Linked DNA regions of Sus scrofa: all the other regions are linked to region 1. Evidence: chromatin contacts called from public Hi-C and targeted proximity ligation data. All regions are on one chromosome and are shown on one strand. The core of a region is the stretch at or near the end of the contact, and the rest is flanking DNA. Distances in the headings are between cores, read along the strand shown. Region 1 holds the start of SEMA4A (semaphorin-4A). Region 2 holds the start of RXFP4 (relaxin/insulin like family peptide receptor 4). Region 3 has its middle 15 kb from the start of MIR9-1. Region 4 holds the start of GLMP (glycosylated lysosomal membrane protein).

Region 1 (3,045 bases), core at 128-2,627:
TCCTTTAATAGGTCATTCCTCTGCTCAAGAACTTTCCCAAAGCACTCAGTACAAAAGCCAAAGTCCTCAAAACGGCATGCAAAGCCAGGCAAGATGACCCCCACCTGGTTTCTCACTCTTCTCCCTCATGCTCACTCCACTCAAGCTGCAGTGACTGCCCAGGTAATTCCTAGAACACACCAAGCACACACCTGCCTCAGGACATTTACACTAATGTTTTCCTCTGCCTGGACCACGTTTCCTATCACATATCTGCTTGTTTCAGGTCTCTATTCAAATGTCACCAGCCAGTAAAGCCTTCTCTGACTAAATTTAATAAAATAGGGAGTTCCCACTGTGGCTTAGTGGTAACAAATCCAACTAGTATCCATGAGGATTGTGGGTTCGATCCCTGGCCTCGCTCAGTGGGTTAAAGATCCAGTGTTGCCATGAGCTGTGGTATAGGCCAGTTGCTACAGCTCCGATTGGACTTCTAGCCTGGGAACCTCCATATGCTGTGGGTTTGGCCCTAAAAAGACAAAAGGCAAAAAAAAAAAAAATTCCATGGGCATGAGGGAGCCAGGGGGGATTTTTGGTCTGAGGCTGAGTGATATGAGAACTGAGGTTTCACGCTTGCTCACGGCTATCTTTCATTTCCACTTCTTTTTCCCTCTCCTTATATGTGTATATCTCTCAGCTGCCCCTGCCCCTCCATGGCCAGAAGTAACTGGATAAGTCATTTTCCTTTTCTATAGCCTCTCAGGGATGGGAGAGGGAGGGGCTGAGCAGGGACCCTTTGTCACTCAGCCTCCCGGGTGTCTCAGTGCTCCTACCCAGAGGGGCAGCAGATGAAGACATGGAGAGGCCGCTGGGAGAGGAAGGTGCCACCTGCCCCCACCCTCCACCCCCTAGATTGACCTTGAGGTGCTGGCTCCCCCCCCACCCCCCCGGGGCCTCAGGCCCTTACAATCCTTGGGCTGATTCTCCGTGCTTAGTACCAGTCAGTGCCAGCTGGCAGCTCTCACCGGAGACTGAGGTGACACGAATATGGCGGAGGAGGGGAGGAAGTGGGCAAGGGCCCAAGAGGAATAGGGGCCAGGATTCGAGGGGGTGGTAATCATAGGCTGGGTGGTCAAGATGGGTGTCGCATGGGACAGGCTAGACTGAGGAGTCTAGAGGTTTCCAGAAGACTAGAGGATGTGTCAGGACCCCCCACTCTGGCCTTCCTGTCCCTGGCAGACTTAATCCTCTCCCTGCCACCCACTTTTCTCTACCTCTACCCCCTTAAGCCGCCCCTGGCTAATTCTCCTTGGTCCCTTTAAGAGCTGCCTGGGAACTGGGGCACCAGAGGGGGCTGGCAGGGCCCCCACCCCCTCCCCCTGCCCTGCCCGCCTCTGCTCCGCCCCTTGCCCGGTACAGACTCTGCTGGAAGCCTTGGACGCCTGGGTTAGGGTCTCCACTGCTGGGCTGGGGGTAAGGCTTGAAAGGGGTGGGGAAGGGGGACCTCGGTCCCCAGGGTGGGGTGGAGGGGAGGCGGGAGGCCAGTTTCCTAGCGCTGTGGACATGAACTATCTGTGTGCCAACTCCAGTGGATAACGTAGGGAGCCCTCTGGGAGGATGCTTGGGCCTCAGACTAGCGGGTAGGGCAGCCCTAAGGATCTTGGGGGACAGTGACTAGAGGGCAGGATGCCTGGGTCTCCTCACCCTCCACTCCCCCTTCGTATTTTTCTGGGACCTTCATTTGCTAACCTCCATTCAACCACCCCCCTGCGTCTCCTGAAATTAAAGACATAGGATCCTGACCCCTTGTCTTCCACAGATGGGGAAACTGAGGCTGAGCAAACCAGAGGAAATGGAGTTGTGTGGGTCATGGCAGGAGAAATAGAGGTTAGGCTGCAGAAAGGTTCTCTGTCCTTCTCTACCCCAGACAACTAGACATGGGAACTTGGGTGTCCAGCTCACCCCAGCAACTTTGTAACTACAGCCTTGGCCAGCACCCGGGTCTAAGTCCCTGCCCCCCTCAACAAGACAACTTAGCTCTTTACTGGAAGTTTTTGCTTTTTGTTTGTTTGTTTGTTTTTAGGACTGCACCCGAGACATATGGAAGTTCCCACACTAGGTGTCAAATCATCGGAGCTGCAGCTGCTGGCCTACACCACAGCCACAGCAACACGGGATCTGAGCCGCATCCACGACCTACCCCACAGCTCATGGCAACACAGGATCCTTAACCCACTGAGCGAGGCCAGGGATTGAAACCGTGTTTCTGGATTCGTTTCTGCTGTGCCACAACGGGAACTTCTTTCCTGGATATTTTGATTTCCACATATCAGAGCCAGGAGAGGCTCCCAAAAGCCCAGCTGGGTAACCTGGAATGAAGTGGAGCCCGGGGGCCTGTAGACTCCTCTACTCTACTCCCCTGGTTTATTTTGCAAATGTAGCCTGTTCTAGTTCTGCCACTCTGTGGCAGGACTGGGCCCAGTTCCCCTAAAGGGGAAGGGACTCGGGGCAGGGACCCAAGGACCCCCCCCACCCCAGGTGTAAAGGCTTTCTGCAGTCCAACTTCCTGTTACAGTCCTAGTTCAGTGTCCCTGCCACCTGATTGCAAGTCAGCCCTTCCCCTCCTGCCATGGGTCCCAGTCCTGAGGGAGAAGAGCCTGAAGTAGGCACACTAGTCCCCAAGGCCTCGGAGCTGAGGGCACAGAGGATGGCGTGTCAGGAAGTGGTGGGAATGTGATAGCAGTTCTGCTCAGAGTCCACTTCTGCTTTCAGCCCATGTCCTTCTTGCCCTGCCCCAGACAGAAATGCTCACCCATTGCCCCAACCCAGACCTAAAGGGGAAGCAGGCTTGGCCTGTAAAACCCTCTGCCCTGGGCCTGCAACAGCACACTCACTTCCTTCTTCCTAAAAATACTAAGTCTAGAGATGAGCCAAGCTCAGGTGGGCTGGAAAACCACAATTTTACCTATGTGAATCAGAGAGGGCAAGTGCCCTGCCTAGGATCACACAGCAAGTTATAGGTATCCAGGCCTGGGATCCAGGGCTCTTGTTCCCCAGCCCCTGGTA
Region 2 (3,018 bases), core at 278-2,777, 190 kb before region 1:
GGGCTCACCTGAACTTGGGCTGGGCACTCCCCTTCTGCTAACCACTTCACACGTATCCCTTGCTGAAGGACCCAAACATCCTGGCACGCAGTCTGGATCTCTTTCACCTCTGGGCTTCTCCTATAGGGTTCCTCAGACCAGCTGTTGATTATCCTGACAGGGCTCCTCTCCTCCCCCAGCATTCAAGGGAACTGAACATCAAACATCTTAATGGGTTGGCACAGGGCAGGAAGGTGTTGAATATTTTGGAATCCTTGAAAAAGCATTATTCCTTTATCTGCACCCTGCCCTCCACACCCCCATCTCCTCTCCTTTCTCTCATCACAGCAAATTCTGCAACGGTTAGGGCTATGGGCACAAAAGGGAAGGACCCATTGAGGCATTTTTTCCAATTAGGACTGAGATCATGAGGAGACAGGATGGGGTGTGGTGAAGGTGTATCTCAGCATCCGCAGCTCTGAAACGCGGTTTGGGGGTTGGAGGAGAGAATGGAGGCACCATTGACCTCAGATTAGAGCAGGAAAGTGTGAAATGGCTGTGGGCGTTAGTGATCGAGGCTAGCAGGACTTCTTAGCAGGAAGAGAACCAAGGGCATGCCCCAGGGCCACTCAGGTCCTCATAGGCTGCATTCCCAGTGGGGAGGGAACAGGAAGCTGTGACTTCCTCTCCCCTTTTCTTCCCTGCTTTTAGCCTCAAGGTCACTTGCTGCTGCAACGAATTCCAACCTGTGTTTTCGTTGGCGCTGTTCCCTGGCCATGGTGTTAATAACTGCTTAGTACCTTGCTCCCTTCTGCCACAAAGGCCCCCAACTTTTCCTTTGAAATAATAACCATTTGTGCAAATAGCAAGGCACAAAGTGCCCTTTCATATGTGTCATCTCATTTTATCACACTAATCCCGTGAAGAGAGATTTTAATTTGAAAAATTTAAGTAAGGAAACTGAGGTTCAGAGGAGGGAAGAAATTCACTAAAGTCACAGAGTGGTAGTAGAATTGGGACTCCAGAGCCTTGCCTGCCCCTACGCCCCCTCCCAGCCCACCTCCCCAGGTGCCCAGGGAGCACTTTCTGCAGAGAAGGGGGCCCCTGAACAGTTAGGAATAGAGGGGGTTATAGTTTGGTTCCTGCCATCCCTCAGATGGGGTATCTCTGGTCCCCTCCCTGGGTGGAGGCTTGGGGCTGCCCTTCATAGTGGGATAATTTCCCCTTCCCCATTCCCTCTCTTCTGCATGGAGACACACGCACGCACGCAGGCACGCACGCACGCACGCACTTATCCCAGGGTTCTGGTCCTCCCTCACCCTGCCCCACCCACCCCAAGACCAACAGAGAAGAGGCAGGTTGTCCCTCCAGGACCCGCCCTATGAGGTATGACCGTGGGCTGGGCCTCCAGGCAGCCAGAGGCCCCAGAGAAGCAGAGAAGCGCTCAGATCTACAGCAACCTGCAGAGCGCCCTAGGCGGCCCCTACCAGCCTGGCAGACACTCGCTGGCCCCTCTGCCCTGCACCACTGACATCTGATGCCCTGCGATGCCCACACCCAATACCTCTGCCCCCCTGCCCGCTTTCTGGGTCAATGCGTCTGGAGGCAGCGTGCTGAGTGCTGATGATGCAACGATGCCTGTTGGATTCCTAGCCCTGAGGGTCATGGTTGCCCTGGCCTATGGGCTTGTGGGGGCCGTCGGCTTACTGGGAAATTTGGCTGTGCTGTGGGTGCTGGGTAACTGCGCTCGGAGAGCCCCTTGCCCACCTTCTGACACTTTTGTCTTCAATCTGGCTCTGGCAGACCTGGGGCTGGCACTCACTCTTCCCTTCTGGGCAGCTGAGTCGGCGCTGGACTTCCACTGGCCCTTCGGAGGTGCCCTCTGCAAGATGATCCTGACAGCCACCGTCCTCAACATCTATGCCAGCATCTTCCTCATCACGGCGCTGAGTGTTGCCCGATACTGGGTGGTGGCCATGGCTGGGGGACCAGGTACCCACCTCTCGCTCTTCTGGGCCCGTGTGGCCACCCTGGCAGTGTGGGTAGCAGCTGCCCTGGTGACGGTGCCCACGGCTGTCTTTGGGGCTGAGGGCGAGTTGTGTGGCGTGCGGTTGTGTCTGCTGCGCTTTCCCAGCAGGTATTGGCTGGGGGCCTACCAGCTGCAGAGGGTGGTCCTGGCCTTTATGGTGCCACTGGGCATCATCACCACCAGCTACCTGCTGCTGCTGGCCTTCCTGCGACGGCGGCGACAGCGACGGCAGGACAACAGGGTTGTGGCCCGCTCCATCCGCATCCTTCTGGCTTCCTTCTTCCTCTGCTGGTTCCCCAACCATGTGGTCACTTTCTGGGGTGTCCTGGTGAAGTTTGACTTGGTGCCCTGGGACAGCACTTTCTACACCATCCATACCTATGTCTTCCCTGTCACCACCTGCCTGGCACACAGCAACAGCTGCCTCAACCCTGTGCTGTACTGCCTCCTAAGGCGGGAGCCCCGGCGGGCCCTGGAAGTCACCTTCAGGGACCTGAGAGCAAGGCTGTGGCCGCAGGGCCGGGGCTGGGTGGAACAGGTGGCCCTAAAGGAAGTGGGCAGGCGGTGGGAGGAGATCACCCCTAGGGATGGTGGCCCTTCTGCCATGCCCACCAACCGGGACAAAGGGACAGCTGGGTGAAGGGAGCAAGCTAATCCCCCTCTTTCTGGGGGTCTGCCAGGTCAGGTGCAGGATCCACGCATCCCAGGGAGAGAAAAGCTGGCTTCTCTGCTGTAATGTAACGCTCTCAGGGAGAGTCTGATCTTTGATCCCCAAGTCTGGCAGTGGGAGAATGGGGGAGGCCGGGGCCCAGATCAGGGCTGGGTAGGAAGAACCAGAAGTCTCCACGTGGAGATGGGAATGAAGAGGATCTGAGAATAAACCTCTGGAGCATCCACAAAGTGTGTGCACCTTTCATCCTGGTTCCACCTCCAGGTCAGTGTGGCCTAAAGGATTCTTTGTCCCGTGTCTGCCTCCTGTGAACTTTTCTAGGAAATTTTCCCTAAGGGTC
Region 3 (2,849 bases), core at 54-2,553, 250 kb after region 1:
CCAGCATGTCTGGCCACCACTGGTGCTGCTATGGCCCAGGGCATCTTCCAAAACTAGGACTTCTGCGGTGCAATTCAGATAGTCTTTTACCCCAAAATTTCCCCCCACCCCCCTGCTAAAGCTGCCAAAACTCCCCTTTTTATGGCTTGATAATATATCAGATACGCCTGTTTCTCCCACAAACCAGTCTTTCCCCATAGAGTTCCCATGGCACCAAACAATCGCGGCTGCCCTGGAAAGGAGACAGACCTTGCCACAGAGGCTCAGGCTAGCACGCCAGCTTGATAACAAAACCTATGAGCTGGTGAGATTTTCTACTTGACATCTCCTTAAGTGTGTATTGGTACCTATATTTGTATACATATGTTACTTTTATTCTTAGAACCATATACATCTCCTCTGCTCATTTTCACAAAAATAATGGTCTCCATGTGGGCACCTGGCCAAACACTGGCACTGTGTGTGATACATGTGGCACAGAATACATACTGGCACACATATCCCATGCCTGCTTTATACTCTAACATGGTGCCATTTTCTTGGTGCAGTGCCCGCTTCTGTCTGCTTCACAGAGGGTTCTTTAGGTCTGATGCTCATTTCTGGGGCTCAGGCTCTTGGGTTGGGGCTGGATCTCTCAGCTAAACAAGCAGGCAATATTCCTCACCTCTGGAGCCCCACAACCTGAATCTAGGCAGAGGCACTGAACACTGGGTGGCTGTGGACACGGCTACTGCTGTGCCTGCTGATGAGACCAGGCAGGTTCCTTTCCCACAGCCTATGCTCTCCCCAGGGTCACCATTGCTTTGAGTTAGCATTGAAATCCCTCGGAGCTGCAGTATGTGTGTCTTCCCGCATCTCCGCGCTTTGTGTGTGTGTGTGTGTGTGTGTGTGTGTGTGTGTGTGTGTGTGGTTTGGGGCTGTAAGTGTGACATTTGTTGATCTCGCTGTGTTTGTAGGTGAGTGCTGTGAACGCGCGCGCCCTTGAGTCGGCTGTGAGGCTCCGTGTCTGTGTAGTTCGTGGACGTTGGTCTGCGGGCCCCCGAATCCCAGTGTGTGTGGATCTGTGGCCTCTACGCGTGAACTGCGGGTCTGTGCCTCTGTCCCTGGGCCCGGTCAAAGCCAGGCCGGAGCACGCCCGTGCAGCCCCCGCCGGCGCCCCTGCCTCTTACCGCCGCTTTCGCGGGCAGCAGCGGCTTCGGCTCCCGCTTCCGACAAAGTCCAGGCTCCGCAGCGATGCGGGGCTCGGGCTCGCCGGACGGCGCCAAGGGGGCTCCGGGTGGGAAGGGCAAGGCGTGGGAGCACCCTCGCTTCCTCCCCAAGGCGGGACGACCACGGAAGCCGCCGGACGCTGGGGTCGCACTGCCGCGGGCGCCCAGGAGAGGAAATGAAAGCACGAGAAGAGCCGAGGGAGGCGAGAAGTGAGCAGAAGAAAATAGAGAATCGGAAACAGAGAAAAAGGAAAAACAAAACCCACTTGAAAAGAAATAAAACGTTAAAACAAAAGCGATAAAATAACACTAAATGAAATAAAAAGGAAACACACCAAAGGCATTTAAAATGTTAAACTAAATTACGGAAAAGGCAAGGAAACAAAATGGAAAAGAAAAGGCTCCAAGGCGCCCGAGGCGAAAGGGGGCCTAGACGGGGCGACGCGGCGTTTGAGAGCTTCGGGGATCCCGGCAGCTGCGGCCGGGCCGAAGCCCAGCCCGCGGGGCCTCCTCTGCTCCCCGCCAGCTCCTGGGACCCGGGTCGGGCGAAAAACTCCGCTGGAGGGTCTGTTAGTCCCCACTCCCCAAGTCCAACAGCGGCGGCACTGAGGACCCCATACCTCCGCTGCCCCTCACCTCTGCTGCTGAACCCATCGCCGGGGAAAATAAAACAAAAAATGATCCTCAGATCCCCCGCCTGGCAGGGTCAGTTGTCCCTAAGGTTCGTATTCTTGGCCGAAGGCCCTTGTAGACCCTCGCGGTGCTCAGCAGAGCGTCGTCGGGAAAACCCTAGCTGGGTGAGAGTGGGGGACTGGGGATCTGCGGCCGCGCCGCTCCCTGCAGCGGCTCAGGGCTCCAGCCCCAGGCGGGAAGTCCTGACTGTGGTGCGGGGACTGGGGGCTGAGTAATTAATAACCGGGAGAAGCTAGGATGTAAGGGTAAGGGGAGCCTGGCAAGTGGAGGAGAAGGACGATGTGAGAGACAGAGAAGAAAAGAGGAGGCCAAGATAGGGGTGGATAAGAGAGGAAGAGATGCTGGAGAGAAGGAAACAGAGAGATACATAATGGAAAAGAGAGAGAGAAAAGGTGGTGGAAGGGCAGCAGGCAGCTCAAGGAGTTTGGCCAGAGGCCCTGACACCTCTTTCCCTCAAGCACTTTTGCCAAAGCTGCCAAATTCTGCATTTAGACCATGGGTTTCCAGTAGCAGATGGAAAGGCCACAACTCAGTAGCCTGCAATAGGCTCTAGAGAGTTAGAAACATGTAAACCCTGCAGAACTGTCTGTGGCTCTCAGAAGCAAAGAAAGGAGACATAGAGACTGTGAGGCACTAGGGAAGCTCTAACATCTTAGGGCAGGGAGAAGGTGCCTAAGAGACAGACCCAGCAAGCTGAAGTCCTTCGATCAAGGTGCAGAGCCGATTCCGAGATCCCAACCACCAAAAAGCTGGCTGAGTTCAGAGCTGACCCATAAGCCCCAGCTGATTTCAGTATCCTGGACTCAGTGGCCATTTCACTCCCAGAACACCTGAATAAATACCTACCCTGGTTCCCTCCACCCCCCACCCCATATCCTCGGTGTGAGGAATGGGCTGCTAGGGCCAACTATATGGGCTTGGCCAAGTCATTTCCTCCTTTATAAAAGG
Region 4 (3,141 bases), core at 187-2,686, 130 kb after region 1:
CCTGCACCTAGGATGGAAGAGGCATGGGAGGCGTGGGAAGCAGGCAGATACCTGTGTTTGAAGGCGACCCTCATCAACTCCCACCCTTATCAACCAGCCTTTTGAGTTCTGATTCCCCATACCCTTACCCTGAGGGCCAAGCTGCCATTGGCAAAAGCCCCGGTAGGGTCGTGAATGGGGTGGCCTCGAAATGTGGCACTCAGGGTGGCAGGATCCAATGAATCAGTGATGTTGTTCCAAGAGAACTCAGCCAAGGAATACGGAGGATACGATTTTCTTGGAGGCTTTGTCACTGCATCGGATGTGTTGGTGCTGTCAAATTCAAACAGCTGGCGGGTGGGGGTGAGGAGGGACTGGGCTTGCCAGAGTCCAGGTTTCTCCTGAGTCACCACCCCCCAAGTCACTGCCCCCCACCCCCGGCTCTCATACCTCTATTTCATCTACCCCCAGTCTTCAGTTTCTCTAACTCAAATGAAGTCTCTCCTCTGTACTGATTCCCTTCGGTTTCCCCCAACCTCCTCACCCTGGTAAAGACAACGGCAGAAGAAAATTGGATGCTGTCTTTGGGGAGCACCATCAAGCTCCCTTCAGGGTCAGAGGAGATCAGGAGGCTCCAGTTCACACGCAGGGTGCTGTGGGGGGTATTGGTGGCCACTAGTAGCACTGCTGGGGGCCCTAGGCTGCTCCACACATAGTGCAGTGTGGAGTTGGTACCCACTGCATGGATATGAAGCAGGTTCTGGGGAGGGTCCAGCCCGTCAGAGATGACCTCCAGAGACACCTAGAACATGGAGTAGTGGGAGGGTCAAGGGAACAGGATCAGGGAGAGACACAGGGCAGATGTTTGGGGACAGGGAAGGGGGCTTGGGAAATGATGGGGAAACGGTGGGACCTTGGGGCCTAGGCAAGAGCAATGCTTGTGGGAGCTAAGAGATTCCTGCTGTAAGGAGAGGTGGGTAGAGAAAACGGCCTTGACTCTAGTGGAGAGATAAGGACACAGGGCTGAGAGAAGAAAAAAAAAAAAAAAATCCAATACTTGCCTGGATCTGGCTTACTCAGGGCTAAGTCAGAGTTCAGATTTCCCGGGAAGACAGGAAGCCCTCATACATCCTACTTCTCAATTCTGTCCCATGATCCATGGCTGTCCCCACCCCCAGGGTTGAAGAAACTCTTCTCAATGCAAGCACCCTCCACCCCCACCTCTCGGTTATCCTAGATTCCAACCACCCTTCAAGGCAGCACATCCTGAAACAGGATTGCTCTAGTCCCTCACCTGGCGGGTTTCCTCCCCCAGCAGGCCAAAAGGAGCTGCTGTCAGAAGTAGACTCAGGAGGAGCACGGGGCTGGGGACATAGTGCCCCCAACCCCGGCAGGGCTCCTCACAGCTACCCATGCAGTTCTAACTTCAGAGGGCGGAAGAGACGCTGGGTCATATGACTCAGAGATTCAGCTGATCTCTTTAAAGGGCGGGGCCATCACAGCAGTTCTTAAAGAGACCGCCTCCCTTAACTCAGATTTAGGCTTGCGTGAGAATAGAATCAGAAAGGTTAAGCGGAGAGTTCTCTGATGGCCTAGCGCGTTGAGAATCCTATGTTCTCACTGCTGTGGCTCTGGTTGCTGCTGTGCGGCGTAGGTTCGATCCCTGGCCCAGGAATTTCCGCACACTGACCGTGTGGCAAAAAAGGGAAAAAAAAAAAAAAGTTAAGCATTGTTCATCATCCCCAACTGAGCTGGCAAGCAAGTCATCCTGGCCTAGATTGGCAGACATATTCCCAAATATTCCCAACCTCTCCTACCCAACTGTCCCACTAAACTAAGCTGTAAGTGGGCATGTTGTCTGGATTCAAGATTCAAATGGAATCTGCAAAACGACTCTGAGGCAGGGAAGGCACAGAGGAAATTTGAAGGAATGTGGGGCGGTGGGGGCAGGGGATAGCACACCTCAGAGGGAACTTTTTGTCAATTATTACTATTTACTGAGTTTCCAGGTATGCACATTCTTGTCTGGAAGAGCTCACAATTTTATGGTTGAGAAAAGAAACTTCAGAAAATAGAAAATGAAAGCAGTATTTTTCAAAGGGAGTTGATGTCTGGCTAAACAAATGCTTTTTTTTTTTTTTGTCTTTTTGCCATTTCTTGGGCCACTCCAGCGGCATATGGGAGGTTCCCAGGCTAGGGGTCAAATCAGAGCTGTAGCTGCCGGCCTATGCCAGAGCCACAGCAGCGCAGGATCCAAGCTGAGTCTGCAACCTACACCACAGCTCACAGTCGGATTGTTAACCCACTGAGCAGGGGCAGGGATCGAACCCGCAACCTCATGGTTCCTAGTCAGATTCGTTAACCACTGCGCCACGATGGGAACTCCTGAATGCACTTTTTTTTTTTTTTTTTGTCTTTTGCCTTTTTGTTGTTGTTGTTGTTGTTATTGTTGCTACTTCTTGGGCCGCTCCCGCGGCATATGGAGGTTCCCAGGCTAGGGGTTGAATCGGAGCTGTAGCCACTGGCCTACGCCAGAGCCACACCAACGCGGGATCCGAGCCACGTCTGCAACCTACACCACAGCTCACAGCAACGCCGGATCGTTAACCCACTGAGCAAGGGCAGGGATCGAACCCACAACCTCATGGTTCCTAGTCGGATTCGTTAACCACTGCGCCACGACGGGAACTCCACTGAATGCACTTTTTGATTTGGGTTTTTTTTTTTAGCCTAATCCTAAAATTATTTGACTAAAAATAAATGCACATGGTATAATATTCGTAAGGTACCAAAGGATTATCACCCCTTCTCCTCTGCAACCTGGGTCCTTCCTTGAGACAACCGCTATTACCAGCTTATGTATCCTTCCTAAAAACATTCTATGCAATGCTCAAGCATATATATCTATTGCATACTACATACATATATGTATACACATATACTATGTATCCTGGAATCCAAGTACTGTTCTGCAGTTTGCTCTTTCACTTATATATTGAGGATTGCTCTGTATCAATGCACTTGGAGCTGCCTTATTCTCCAGTCTTTCATTGCAGGGGAAAATGTTCCCTGAATATATTTAGCCAGAGCCTTGATAGTTTGCAACACTTTCTTGTGGCAAAGAACACTGGAAGGAATGTATTTTTATGAACAGCATTTCAT

What was found. A called contact is a pair of places that touch in the nucleus more often than the background predicts.
Region 2: a targeted proximity ligation map of alveolar macrophages shows a contact between it and region 1. A contact is called at or near these places in 4 of 47 Hi-C or Micro-C datasets (embryonic fibroblasts, liver, retroperitoneal adipose tissue and 1 more) and 2 of 2 datasets of targeted methods (alveolar macrophages and skeletal muscle).
Region 3: a Hi-C map of retroperitoneal adipose tissue shows a contact between it and region 1, with 2.2 times the contacts expected there. A contact is called at or near these places in 1 of 5 promoter capture datasets (fetal liver), 14 of 47 Hi-C or Micro-C datasets (alveolar macrophages, embryonic fibroblasts, fetal heart ventricle and 11 more) and 1 of 2 datasets of targeted methods (alveolar macrophages).
Region 4: a targeted proximity ligation map of alveolar macrophages shows a contact between it and region 1. A contact is called at or near these places in 2 of 5 promoter capture datasets (fetal liver and liver), 2 of 47 Hi-C or Micro-C datasets (embryonic fibroblasts and skeletal muscle) and 1 of 2 datasets of targeted methods (alveolar macrophages).

The regions. Positions count from the first base shown.
Region 1 is chr4:93,891,327-93,894,371 of Sscrofa11.1, reverse strand. SEMA4A (semaphorin-4A) reads left to right here and starts at 1,377. Exons shown (of 15, transcript XM_021089686.1): 1 at 1,377-1,452.
Region 2 is chr4:94,083,604-94,086,621 of Sscrofa11.1, reverse strand. RXFP4 (relaxin/insulin like family peptide receptor 4) reads left to right here and starts at 1,527. Exons shown (of 1, transcript NM_001005844.1): 1 at 1,527-2,648. The coding sequence starts at 1,527. The coding sequence ends at 2,648.
Region 3 is chr4:93,643,940-93,646,788 of Sscrofa11.1, reverse strand. No RefSeq gene overlaps it. Among named protein-coding and RNA genes, the nearest start is that of MIR9-1, 15 kb to the left of the region's middle.
Region 4 is chr4:93,757,234-93,760,374 of Sscrofa11.1, reverse strand. GLMP (glycosylated lysosomal membrane protein) reads right to left here and starts at 1,436. Exons shown (of 5, transcript XM_005663295.3): 1 at 1,274-1,436; 2 at 129-329; 3 at 1-7. The coding sequence starts at 1,393.